Regions from separate parts of the Pan troglodytes genome. Here region 1 is linked to region 2. The links are chromatin contacts, called in public Hi-C maps. All regions are on one chromosome and are shown on one strand. Each heading gives the region's core, a stretch centred on a gene start, on an enhancer-like site or on the middle of the called end of the contact. The rest is flanking DNA. Distances are from core to core; before and after follow the strand shown.

Region 1 (6,854 bases), core at 3,499-5,998, 87 kb before region 2:
AGCGAAACGTGCACTTTTTGTGTGCAGAGACTGCACGAAGTGGGCCCCCTGCTCTTTTCAGGGAGGGAATGTAAGCAGATCTCTGAAGAAACCACTTGGCTCAGCAATTTTAGGGCTTGTTGTAATTGGCCTGGCCTAAAAGAATTCAGCAAGCTGTACCTGTGCCAAGGAAAATGCAAACGCTTCCCTGAAACAGAGGCGTTTAGAATGGAGGAGAGGAGCTGGGCTCATCTGCGAGCTTGAGTGGAACAGCAGTGGGGACAGGAGAGCTGCGACATTGGAGAAGTTCCAAAGAGGCTGTTTCCTTGCTTAGCCACGGGTGGAAGTCACATCCACTGAACTGTCACCTGGCAGGGTGAGTGGGGTCTGCCCGAGAAGGATATAGAATGGGAGGCCTCCTCCTTCCATTCTCATCCTCCTCATCGCCCTGAGGAGTACAGTCCCCAGTGTGGCCAGTTGCTCAGTGGTCCTCTTCTGAGTTCAGCCTCCACTGCCCTTATCTGGGCACTGGGGACTAGGAATATTCTTTCTGACATTCCCAGGCCAGGACGACACTTCCTATAGACTGACTGCTCCTGATTCTTTGTGGTGTCTGACATGTCTTTTCTGTTAAAAACATAAAACCTAGAAATGATTATTTGGATATTCTGTTATTTTCCTTCACAGCACCCTATAATCCTTTGCAGGAGTTTTACACTGGGCTGTGCTTCTCCCTTTCACCTGTTACTCTGTGACCCCTGGGAGGGTTGGCCTAGTCATCCTAGTCGGGTTCCTGATGCTTACCGTGGTCTTTGGCCAAGAGTAGTTACTGAGCAAATGATTGTTAACTGACTAGTAGTAATTCAGGTTACTGTGGAACTTGATTTCTACTTCTATCCTGTATCTTGAGCATATAGGAGGTGTCTCGTCAACACTTGATGGATTCAGATTTTTCTCGTGAATTAACCATCTTTTGCAGCCAGGACGGTGCCCTTTGATTCTCTCTCCTGAGAAGTGACCTAGTCGGGAAATGGAGACACCAAGTCTTATGATGGGTCTAGCTTTCTTCCTGTTTCTTTCTACTCAGAAGATCTTTCAGTGCCCGGCCTCCTTCTTCCTCCTCAGCATTTACCCTTTTTCCTGCTTCTCATCACCCCTTGAGACCCCGTGATGGTCTTGGAAATGTCCCAGATATCTTACACCTCCTATGCAGTTTCTCCCTTCACATCTTCCTACCTCTAAATTTTTCTCCCTTTTCCTTCATCCCTAAACTCTTTTTTTCTCCTTTGTCTGAGCTCAGTGTTCCCTCTGCTCAATCAGAAGTCAATTCTCGAATGCTCCATTTCTCTTATCTGACACCCTCATCAGCTTTGCACCCTTTTTTGCAACTCTGTCCAGGATAATATCATGAAAGCAACTCCAAACGCATACCACATACCAGCTCCGCCCAAAGCCTCGTAGTTCCTTCCTTTTTAGCAATCTGCACCCTTTCTACCACCCCTGCCCCTATTCTTATACCTTCCCAGCCTGCCATGTAAGGCTCACACATAGACGCAAAAGATTGCAGAAAAGGCAACAACGTCACCTACAATTTTTACTGGTACTGTGTGTCCCAAGTATGTCTCCTCAGACTGTAGGTAGGGCTTTTAAAATTTACTGTAATTCTGACTTCAAGAAATTCTAATTAGCTTTAGGTTCTGCCTTGTATTCTGGTACTATACCAAAGGTGCCTTTTCCCTTGCATCCATGTCTTGCTGATTGCATTTTCTATGTGTGTGTTTTGCTTATTCTTGAGCCCAATCAGAATGGCCTCCAATCAAATTGACTTCAGAGGCTGAGTTCAAACAGAGATCAGACAACCACTCGATCAGGGAAGATATGGGTGGAATTCAGACATTGGGGGAGATATTTGATAAGATGGCTTCTAAACATCATCTCTTTTCAAACCTGCGATTCTCCTTAAACTGATCATTCAGTGTAAGAGTTCTGCCTTTTCTTGTGTGTTTTCCACTATACTAAAGGCCATTTGCCCCACCTGGGAGATACCTAACTCTTGGACTTACCTGTGATAGTTAAAGAAATAGTGCTGTTCAAGGGAAAGAGAGGAAAAGGTTGCAAGCACACTTTGGATTTATCTGATCATCTAATGTGTTGGACCAGGAGATCCCTCAGCAGGAGTTAAAATGCTCTGTGTGAGGATGTCACATGCTTCTTTTGTCCAGTTTCTCCTTTTGGATCCCAGATCGTTCATAGACTCAAATAGTCCAAGAGCTAGAAGGATCCCCAAAGGTTGTCTCAGTGCAGGCAGTCTCCATGACTGGCCCTGCATTTGGCCAAAGAATGTCCAATGACAGAGCCCTCACAGCCTTCTCCAGACACAAAGTGACCTTTCCAAATCTGGACTAAACTACCAGAATATTTTTCTTATAGTGGATCAAAAATATTTCTCTTTGACATGTCTCTCCATTAGTTTCATTCTATTTCCTGAAGCTGGGTGGAGCAAATCCCACCCTTTTCTAATTAAGAGTCCTTTAAATATTCAAAGACAGCAATTACAGAGTTGTATCTTTATCTGCCTAAATATTTCCAGTTCTTCAAGTTCCTCATGACATGGTTGCTTCATCTTTGTTGTCCTATTGTCTGGGTCCTGCATTTTTCCTGGTGTGGGCTGCAGAGCAGAATGGAATGCTCTGCCAATCCAAAGGGGAACAAGACTCTCCTTCCCTCACCACTCATTTTCCTGTTTCTCCACTCATGACCCCATGTCCCTGATGGGGACACGTATGCTCCAGACCCTCTGATACTTCCTCCTGTAGAAGTAATTCTGGATTTTGATCCCATCTTTCACAGCGGGCTTGTCACTGAAGGTTCTCAGTTTTAGATCTGTTTGCGTGAAAGGGAATGTTTTTGCTGCTTTTCTTGATTTCTCTAAATCCTTATTGCTGTTTTTTTGTTTTGTTTTGTTTTTTGTTTTTTTTTTAACTTGAGTTTGTAACAGGGCTTAATTATCTTCAGGGCAGTTTAACCCTTTCATATTCAGCCCTAGGCCCAACATAGGTCTGAGAAATATTTAGTGAGTTTATGGTTCATAGTAATATCATCATTGACATACTTTCTTCTGCTTTGTCATCCTCCTCCTCATCATCATCGTCATCATTTAAGTGGCACACAAATTCTTTTGCTTAAAGTTATTGCTGTCTTTTGTCTTTATTCCTGTAATACCAATGTTAGTTATGGAGAAAGAGCTCATAAAGTAGCTGCAGCAGAATCAGAGAATTGTGCAACTTCAAGTATCATTTCCAATGCACTAGTAAGTGGAGCTAAGATCAGAACCCAGGGTTCCTGATCTCCCGCCCCGTATGTCTAGACTATGTTCTGTCTCTGGAGAAAAGTGGGAGTGACACTCACTGATCATCCTCAGTACAGGGCATTGAGCCACACCATTAAGGAGTATTGATTGGCTCCCCCGCTGTGAGAACAGTATGCTGCGTGTGACACAGACAGAGAGACCCAGGCCGAGTCTGCAGGAGAAAACTGGTCATGATGTCAAATGTGGAGGAAACAACCAATAGGCCTGGTGGGATGTTCTCTATTTATCAGCACAGTTAGTGGAATCCAAACAAAGAAACTTTCCAGAATGACAACCGTGCTCTGCCACTGAACTGTAGGTGAGCATGCGGTTTGTGACGTATTATTTCATTCTGCCATCATACCAGTTGTGAGATCTTGCTTGTGAAACTAAGTTAACTCCATTTTATGGACAAAGAAACTGAGGTGAGAGTAGTTAATTGAGCATAAAATAAGTAGCCGAGATAGGTATCAAGTCTAGATCTGTTGAAGCCTAGAGCTTGTTTTGCCACGTCACATTGTCTCATTGACTCTTCCAGGAGTCCTGGCAAGGGAGCCCTTAATTTCAGCAAAACAAATCTCAGACCAATTTCCATTGGACTCTATTAAACTCCACTACCTTTCTGATGTTGGTGGCAGCTCTGTACTGAACCATACGTGAAGATTGAACTTGGAATAAAATAATAAAGCTCCATTTGTTAAAAACCACAGCTACTTCATGAGCTGTTTCTCCATAAGCAACATAGACACTACAGTAATAAAGATTAAAAAACAAAACAATAATAACCGTAAGCAAAAGAAGCTGTATGACACTAAAATGAGGAGGAGGAGGAGGAGGAGGAGGATGACAGTGATATCTACCAGGGTGGGTTAGTATAATGAGACCGTGTTCCTCTGGAGAAAGATACTATTTGGACATACAGTCTGTTTTCACTAAGGTGGGGAGCAGTATGTGTCCAGAGCTCTAGAGGGACCGAAAGGCCAAGTGTCCACAGTGGCAAGAGAATCCGGGAGACTGGACCATCAAGTCTTTTACTCAGAGACTGGAGACCACGCCTTACCTCTCGGAACAGCCCTGTGTGAACATCCGACTTTATGATACATTGTGATTGTGATACAGGACTTCCCATGCAGCGCTTAAGCCATGCAGGCTTATTACTCACACCACACTCACCTGGACCCAGAGACCTCCAGGCACTGAGACTCCGTCTCCCGGAAGTATTTCCCTGAGAAATTGCAGAGGACCTCAATCCTGCAACTCACACAGAGGCAGTTCTTCGTGGCCGGAAACGGACCCCACGCCCTCTGGGGCACATCCCTGAGTGCGAGCACTCTTCTCTCGCCCTCCTCCCACCCAGGCACCGTCCCAACTGGGCACTGCCTTGCTATGCCCCACATCTCCCACAAGGGGGAGCCGCCGGAGGGCAGCTGGGGCTGCGGAATTTTGGAAGCGCAGAAGTTTTCTCCTCCTGTCCTGTAACTGGTTTTCACTCACTCAACTGAGAGATTTCTTTGTTGCAATGATGGGGTCTAAGATAACACTTCTGGAGGCTGCAGGCGAGAAACACAGCTGATATCATCTTTTATTGTGTGTTGTTATTTGCCTAGCATTATAAATTAAGGAGGAAAAGTAACAAAGAGCTTGAAGACATGCACAGCTCACAGGCCCCGGGTGGAGGCTGGCGACATCAGACAGACAGAACCAAGACATCTGAGGGGCAACCAGGAGGTGCGTGTGGCTGCAGAGCACACAGGTAGGTACCCGCAAGAGGACAGTCGTGACGGCGGGGAGGAGTGGATGGAGCATTCACAAAAGGTGGTCAGCAGAGATTAAAGGGGAAAGGCAGTGCAGAGGAGTTGGGAGATGGAGGGAGAGAAGAGGGAGGAGTCCCAAAGGAGTGCAAAAGAAAAAAATGTTTGCAGGGTGTGATGCAAAAGGCTGACCACGGAGTGGGAGAGGGAGGGTTTGGAAAGTGAATCAGAGACATAAGAGGGTTTGAAGTTGGTTCCAACTCGGCCACCCCAGAAACTTCACAAAGCAGGAGAGGATGGGAGATTGACACAAAAGGCTCAGTTGTACAAGAAAATTCAAAGTGAGTAGGTGTGCCAGAAAGTCAATCTAATCATTCTGGTTGTGTGTCGTATAGCCACACCCACTCCGGACTTTAACCCAAACTAGAAAGAATTCTGGTCTGAGTGTGTTTTCAGGTCCTCTCTGCTCGGAACTCATGTTTCACACTTTCCCTTTCTTCCTTCGGCTCTTCCACAGTCGCTCTAGGTAATGGAATAGAAGTCAGAAATTCCGTGTTCTAGTCCAGGCTTTGCCACTTACTGGTGAGATTAGCTTAAGAAAGGAAATATCTGAGTTTCCTTTTCCTTTGTCTATAAAAGGAAGATAATAATATATTACTTATGAGCCCTACAGGGTTTTTCTGAGGGTTGAATAAGTCAGACAGTGTGAATGAATGCTCTTAATAGATTACAATTGCTAGTTAAATAAAAGATGGCATTAATAATAATTAATCAGTTAATATATTCTTCCTATCCTCAACAGCGGGTTTGCCTGCTGAGCTGTGAATAAGATAATATATAACATATACGTTATATAGATATATTAGCCTTAACCTACTATCTGTGAGAAAATTTAGAATTTATGACTCTATTTCCACAGCACATGTTAGAGTAACCTCTTTGGGAGATAAATAGGAATCTTTGTATACTTACCTTTTAGCCACCATCAAATGTTCTTTTCCCCGACCTCAGCTACAATTTTGTATTTCTCAAACATGCAGATAATGATTGATGGTGTCTGCCTGGCTACCTGACTGATGAGTGATTTGTCTGTGTCCTGGACACTGCTGCCAGAGCAAATGTCACACCATGTCTCAGGCACATTATCAGACTAAATATGCTTGGAAGAAGCAAATAAGAGACTCTGTTAATCAGTTAATCATCCCATCACTATATTCACTGCCTGAAATGTGTTTGCTTTTTTGTTTGTTTGTTTGTTTGTTTTTGGTCTGGGTCATTTGTTACTTAGTTCATTGAAATGTCTTGGATGAAAATTGGGTTCTGCACACTGGATCTGGCTGGTTGATTCTGCGTGCGAAGACTGAAGTTGGCTTTGATGCCTATAGATGCACTCACCCTTCCCTCGGGTTCCAGAGGCCATGTGGTGTATGGGGAAGGCAATGTAGATGGTGGGAAAATCACTTGACTTCTCTTGCTCATCTGTCAAATGAAACTGTTACCATCCTTCCTTCGTGCATCCAAATATAGATGTAAGGAGCACATGTGATTACACTGCACACACCAACAGTTCCTAACTATCCAAGTGCTGTATAATTGTAAGGTTTTATAGTCATTATTCTGCTGCATGTTTCTTACTAGTGATTTACCCGTATTGCACAATTAAAATTATTTGAAAAGCTGTCTTTCCCCAGCTGTTAATATAGTCCCTTACTTTTTTTCATTTCCACCAATCAACTGATAAATCAAATATTTATAAAGATGCTAAATTTGTCATA
Region 2 (7,235 bases), core at 3,838-6,337:
AGTAGTATAAATCCTCCATTCTTTTTGAATTACTTTGAAAATTCTGGAAACTGTGTTTCCATGCAAATTTTAGAATTAGCTTGTCCATTTCTTCAACAACAGCAAAAATATATGCTGAAATTTTGATTGGGATTGCTTTGAATTTATGGCCCAATTTGAGAAGAATTAACATCTTAATAATACTGGAGTCTTTCAGTCTATGAGCCTGGTATATCTCTGCATTTCTTCAGACCTTTTAAAACTTCCCCCAGCAATAGTTTGACATTTTCACTGCAAAGGTCTCATACATTTTATTAGTTCCTTAGGGCTATTGTAACAAATTACTACAATATGGGTTGTTTAAAAACAACAGAAATTTATTCCTTAGTTTAAGAAGCCAAAAGTCCAAAATCAAAGTGTGGGCTGGGCTGATTCTTTCTGGAAGCTCTGAGGGAGAATCTATTCCATGCCTCTCCCCTAACTTCTGGTGTTGTCAGCAATCCTTGACATTCCTCAGCTTGTAGGCACATCACTACAATCTTTGCCTCTCGCTTCACATGTTCACATGATCTTCTTCTTCTGCATTTCAGTGTCTCCTTTTCTGTCTCCTATAGGAACAGTGTCATTAGATTTAGGGCCCATCCTTATTCAAGATAAGACCTTTACCTTAATTACATGCGCAAAAACATTTTATTCCCAAAAAAAGATCACATTCTAAGTTCCAGGTAGACATATCTTTTGGGGGAACCAATGCAACTCACTACATTAATATTTTTGAAAATTTATTTCTGAGTGTTTTATGTTTTATAATGATAAGTGGATTTTTTAATTTTATTTCCCTTTATTTGCTGTTAGTATTTAAAAATATAATTGACTTGTGTGTATTAATCCTGTATTTTGGTATTTTACTAAATGCAGTTATTAGCTCTAGTCATTGTTATGTAGATTCCCTTAAGATGTTCTGGTTACATGAACAATTATGCTGCTTACAAATAGAGGCAGTTTTACTTCTTTTTCTATTTATGCTTTTCTCTCTTTTTTTTTTTTTTTTTTTTTGCTTCGTTACAATGACTAAGATAGCTAGAGCAATGCTGAATAGAAGTGGTAAGAGCAGGTGTCTTTGCTTGGTTCTCAATCTTAGGGGAAAATTATATTATAGTTCACCATTGAGTATGAAGATAACAATATATTTTTTTGTAGAATGTTCTTTATCAGATTGAGAAAATTCCTCTCTGTTCCTGATACGCTGAGAGGTGGGTTTTTTATTTGTAAATCATCAATAGACGTTGAATTTTATCAAAGTTTTTCTTCATGTATTGAAATAATGATATACGTTTTCTCATTTATTTTATTGATAATATCAAGTATGTTGATTGATTTTTGAGTATCAAACCAAAATTACATTCCTGGAATAAACCCTAGTTGGTCAGGCTGTATTTCTTTTTTCTTTTTTATTGAGACAGAGTCTTGATCTGTCGCCCAGGCTGGAGTGCAGTGGTGTGATCTCAGCTCACTGCAACCTCTGCTTCCTGGGTTCAAGCAATTCTACTGCCTCAGCCTCCCGAGTAGCTGGGACTACAGGCATGCGCCACCATCCCGGCTAATTTTTGTATTTTTAGTAGAGATGGGGTTTCACCATGTTGGCCAGGCTGGTCTCGAACTCCTGAGCTTGTGATCTGCCCACCCTGGCCTCCCAAAGTGCTGGGATTACAGGCGTGAGCCACTGCGCCCGGCCAGGATGTATTTTTTGTATGTTGTTAGATTTGATTAAAATCTTGTTAAGGATTTTTGCCTCTATGCTCATGCAGAATATTGGTTTATAATTGTTATGTAACTTTTTTGCCTGATTTGATAAAAAAAAAAAATAAGTTGTCAAGAATTGCCTGTTCCTCTATTTTTTGAAGAATTTTATAAGACTAGTGTCATTTTGTACTTGAATATTTTGATTCAAATCTCCAGTGATACCATTTGAAGCTAAAATTTTCTGTGTGGAAAGGTCTAGATAAAGAATTGAATTACCCTAATAAATATAGTGCTATTTAGGTTTTCCGTTATATCTGTGTCAGTTTTAGTAGGTTGTATTTTTCAATGAATTTGTCCATTTTATCTAAGTTACTAACCTAGTTATTTTTGTATATCTAGCCTAGATATTTTCTCCTCTGTGAAACCTTCCCTGACACTACCAACAAAAGTGATTTCTTGTCCTTCGAGTTACTTCTTTACTCAGTATCATTTGTTCTCTCCATCTTCTGTTGAAGTTTGTTCACATGTCTCTTCCTGTACTAAATTAAGGGCCTAGGCCGGGCGTGGTGGCTCACACCTGTAATCCTTGCACTTTGGGAGGCCGTGGCAGGTGGATCACTTGAGATCAGGAGTTCAAGACCAGCCTGGCCAACATGGTAAAACCTTGTCTCTACTAAAAATACACAAATTAGCTGGGCATGGTGGCGGGTGCCTGTAATCCCAGCTACTCAGGAGGCTGAGGCAGGAGAATCACTTGAACCTGGGAAGCAGAGGTTGCGGTGAGCTGAGATTGCGCCACTGCCCTCCAGCCTGGGTAACAAGAGCAAGACTCTTGTATAAAAAACAAAACAAAACAAAACAAAAAAAAACAGAAGAAGAAAAAAAGAAAAAGAAAAAAAATTAAGGGCCCTGGAGTTCAATAATTATACATCTTTGGGTCTTTGCCACCTTGTATGGTGCCTGGCATATAATTAGATTACCCCTTCTCCCAAATGTTTAAATAACCAAATTATTCTACTTAACCTTGTCTAATGTATAGTGACCCAGCATGTTTCTAGCTTTCTCAGTAGATTATGAGTCTCTTTTATAAAAATGGTATGCATTATTTATTCTTCATATTCCATGTCTCACATTATAATAAATTTTAAAAACTGTTAAATTGAATAGATTTGCCACAAAGTACAGAAAATTAGTATTCTATAAACTCAAAGAGAAGAGGCCAAATAGAAATCTGGAAAGCATTCATCAATAAAGAGAGGAAAAAAACATTGCAAAGTGCTTACTATATACCAGATCGTGTGATAATTTATATTCCTTTCCTCATTAATCCCCCAAATAATTGAGCAAAGAAGATATTATGGTCCCCATTTTACAAATAAAGAATCTGATGTTCAGTAAGGTTAAGTACTCTGCCCAAGTTCAGAGTTATTAAGCAGCGGACTTTGGTTTGAAATCTGTATTGAATGATCCCATTATCCACATCCTTGGTCTCAGTTTTACTTTTATGCATTCAGTTTTCCACAAGACACTTGATGGAATTTCTTATACTACCTATAAATTTTGCTAGAGTAGAACATTCTGTGTTCCCCCTAATTGAATGTTACAGGCCCCTCTGTAAATTTAGGAAAGTTCCAAAGTGTTCCCTGGATACTTGTTCTGCCTCTAGCATGAAATGTACAGAAGTAGCAGAGAAGATCCAAACCAGACTTTGCTCTCAGAGTAGGCTGCATAACTCCCTCTTGTCTTCTCCACTGGTCTACATCAGTCTTTTGTCTACAACCCTGACTTTTTAAAAAATGGTGTTGGATGCTACCATTATGGTTATGGTTAATTGGGGGCATCATTGGTGCCTGAGTTTCTACTCAAATAACATAAGGGAAATCAAGAGACCAAGGCCATGATGACTCAAGCAATCTCCATGGCTTGGTGGTAAAGGAGTGAATCCTTCCTTACAGCTGATCTTGCCTTTGTATATGTCACATATTGGTCCTGATTAGAAAGGTCTATAGGCTAATTTGTGCAAGACACATTCCTTCTTATTATACCATGATACAGGCCATGTGAAACACCAGACTCAATCTTATAGCCTCTCTGCTGCTGCTAAGTAAGAAACTTCTACTTTTAGTGTCTTTTCTCTCTCAACACAAAAATACTCTGTAAGTCACCCAGATCTGGGTTGCCCATGATTACCAGGCTTTTCCCAATTAGAAATGTGACTCATGTTCCATTTTACCAATACATCTCAGGCACAGAACTAGCAAGGAAAGACAAAATTAAAATGTTTCTGTAATTCCAGCCCATCAATTGAAACAAGATGTTTCTGAACTTTTCCCAATGTGAAGAACAAAAAGTAATAGCATTTTGTTTATTTATTTGTGTACAACACTGTGGTCAGGAACTTGTTGCTTCCCCAGGGAAATTGCTTGCGAGCATCGCTGAGAAGAGGACTTAACAATTCACACTGATCATTCCCTGTGGTCTGCCATGGCGAGGGTGATACTTTCATGTTTTATAAGCACCAGACAAGAGAGCTGGATCAATTTTCTCTCTCGACATTCTAGTCTCTGTTGAAACGACTCCCTCAGGCATCAGCAGCTCCGGGTTCTTTCTAAAAAATAAAGTAAGTACTCTTAGGTCTGTTCACAGTAAGGGACAAGAAGTCCAAAACGTATCCCTGCCTTTTACAATTCAGAAATCAACGTGGGGATCTTTCCTACTTTTAGGCAGTACATACAGCTTCGCTGAGGTCTGTGTGTCAAACTTACTGAGAGGAGGACATTGTGGAGACGTATCGTTAATTAGCAATGCTTATGCATGCAAACCTTGGTCAGATGATGTTGTGTTTGGAGAAAAGAGAGAAGAGAATTGAATAAGTACATGACCCCTTGGAAGCTGTTTTCAGTTGAGGATTTTGGTGAGTAGCCACTTGAAATCAAGGGAAATTCCATGAATAGTAGGAGCTGGGAAGAAAGGAAGAGGAGGAAGGATCCCACCACTTTTTTCTTCCCATCTAACACCGTGCTTAGGCAAAGCATAGTCCGTATGAGATCTGCCTCATAAAAACTTGCTGAATAAAGCGAATGGAAGTTAAATTTTGGACTTTGTTCCATAATAGCTTCAAATTGTGGTGACTTTGTTGCCTATAGAGGGCCGGGAAATACATTTCTTTGAGATCCTAGAATCTGAGTGTGTGCTCTACACAGGATGGATAGAGCGAGCCTCTGGCAGTTCCATTTATCCAGAGGCAAAAGCATGCCTGCCACTGGAGGCGCTCTTGGGTTCCAACAAAGAACCTATGTTGCCTAAGGAAACAGTGCTTTCTCTTACAAGGTACAATCTTGGCTCCTCTGCCATGAAGCGGAATGTTCCTGGACATGTGCTTCAGAGACCTTCTATGTAACCAGGATACAAGTTACATTGTTATGCAATTCCTCTGCTGAGGCCCTGTAAAAGGAGTGAGTTAGGACAGATGCAGCAAGATATTAGGACAGATTTCGCCCATTATTCAGGCTGCACAACACAGAAGGAAACTTGATTTCAATAAGACCCAATTCTTAACAGTCTTTTCTACCCACTTTTACCCATAACTTTTCCAAATTTGGTTCAAATTGTGCAGAGAAACAATAAAATGTTTAAAAAGGATAAACTGGCTAGTTAAAAGTAAATGGCATTTAATTAAAACAAATCTTGCAAATTCATGAAAAAACAAAAAGCTATGTGATGGTAAACCTTAGGGCAGCGTACAGTGCCACTGTCCTTTGCAGTTTTGAGTGTATTTCATTTGTACATTGGAAGTAGGTACTTGTCATATTATTAACAATTACTCTACTTAGTTGTACACTCAGCATTTGGCATCAGAATAATCTTGTGTAGTCACAGGGTTTTCATTTTCTTTCTGTATTTTTTAAGCATGTTTCTGAGTGGTGGTTCACATAAGCTTTCAATTTTAAATAACACAATCCATTTATTTCACTAGGCGTCTTTATTTGCTTAAAGTGAAGAATCAGAGATTGTCATTGTGTTGTAAATAAGTCTAACCTTTCTTTCCCTTTACAAAAAAAAAAAAAAAAAAAAAACCTGTGGAACTGAAAGAAATAGAAATTGCAGTAATTTTTTATGAACTCTGTTATTAGAGTGAGTAGAACTAAATCTGTGGGGAAAAAAGGAAAAGGAAATGGAAAAGGTGTTTTAGAGCTTTTACTTTAAGCTATTCTAGTGTCCCCTTCTCTGCTTTCTTTCCACTACCCTGACCCATACCTACCCACAGTGAGAACTGAGCCCGCAGGGCAGCTCAGAAGCTGGGAGGAGAGAAAGAGTGAGGATCTGAGTTATTTTTCCTCAGTAATCTTAAAAGCTCCAGGCAGAAAAGACCCTGCCTGTAGAACCTCCCTTTTGCATTTCTCAATTGCATCGGAGAAACTCCTAAATTGCATCAGTGATCCTGAAGCTGTTAAAGTAAAGAATTTTCTGTAGAAGAAAGAAAAGAGAAAGAGAAAGAAAAGGCAAAAACTTAATCATGCTGGGATCTTTTGAGGTAGAAAAAACTGGCAAGAAACAAACTTTCCTTATATTCTAGTGTGTTGGAAAACAGTGGAAGGACTGTTTGCCAAATTGTCTTAGCGGTTCTCAAAGATGGCTGGCCAAATCATAAGAGAATACGCTTAGGTTCGTGTAGTTCTGAGTCCAGCATTGTGGGTAAAGCACAGGTTTCAGCGTAAAGAAATCTGCTGTCTAGAAACCATGGGAAGTATGTCATCCTCTCTTTTCTTTACCATATAGAGATCCTTCATGGATATCCTGTTGTTTGAAGAAAATTTTGTTTAGGAAGTAAGAAAAATATAATTAACATTGCCCTAAAGAAGCAAAGCTCTTTCTTTTCATTTTCACTTCCTTTTGCTTTTGCATTGAAGAGTTAAGACAACATTTCAGCAGAGAAATGTGGAGAAGGGTAAAGAGAAATCAATAAAGTTATTCTGTGACTTTCCCCAGGAGGGAGCAGTGTTAATCGAGAATGGCTTGCTTGGCTATATATCAAGTCCGAGAAGAGAGCAGCAGTTGATTTTGAAACAGATTTCCCAGCTAGACTGGAAGAGATATAAATACATACTTATCTATCATATACATATAGACATATATATACACACACACACATTATACATACATACACATGCACATATATGTAATTTTTATAAGAACGGTGTCTATGTGTGTGTATATACACTATTATAAACATTTAAATATAAATTATATGTATTATATATATGTGTGCGTGTGTGTCTTTGTGTGATTTAAAAAGTAGATAATAATAATTTCTTCAGATAATTGGTAACGCCAGACAAAACTCTTCGAATAATATTTCATATATATTGATCTGGGATCGTTTTACATTTTATAAGTTTCTCTCAAAAGTTTTTTGATTACTAGAGAAGGAAATTAATAGGCAAGAGCCCCAAGTGACAGACAATGGAATGGAAACTGGATTTCTTGACCCAAGGCCAGCGAAAGCATCTTGA

What was found. Hi-C and Micro-C count contacts between places; a contact is called where the count stands out from the background.
Region 1: a contact with region 2 is called in a Hi-C map of stem cell-derived neural progenitor cells, with 4 times the contacts expected there. The contact joins two enhancer-like sites. A contact is called at or near these places in 4 of 7 Hi-C or Micro-C datasets (blood, induced pluripotent stem cells and stem cell-derived neural progenitor cells), 1 of 1 datasets of contacts at active chromatin or transcription factors (stem cell-derived excitatory neurons) and 1 of 1 other capture datasets (stem cell-derived neural stem cells).

The regions. Positions count from the first base shown.
Region 1 is chr9:124,143,190-124,150,043 of NHGRI_mPanTro3-v2.0_pri, reverse strand. No RefSeq gene overlaps it. Among named protein-coding and RNA genes, the nearest start is that of MIR100, 52 kb to the right of the region's middle. Within about 2 kb of position 4,748, at least 6 of the 24 cell types and tissues checked have an H3K27ac peak or open chromatin away from gene starts, as enhancers often do. A contact at or near this core is called in stem cell-derived neural progenitor cells, where this site is marked.
Region 2 is chr9:124,055,908-124,063,142 of NHGRI_mPanTro3-v2.0_pri, reverse strand. No RefSeq gene overlaps it. Among named protein-coding and RNA genes, the nearest start is that of MIR125B-1, 17 kb to the right of the region's middle. Within about 2 kb of position 5,087, at least 3 of the 24 cell types and tissues checked have an H3K27ac peak or open chromatin away from gene starts, as enhancers often do. A contact at or near this core is called in stem cell-derived neural progenitor cells, where this site is marked.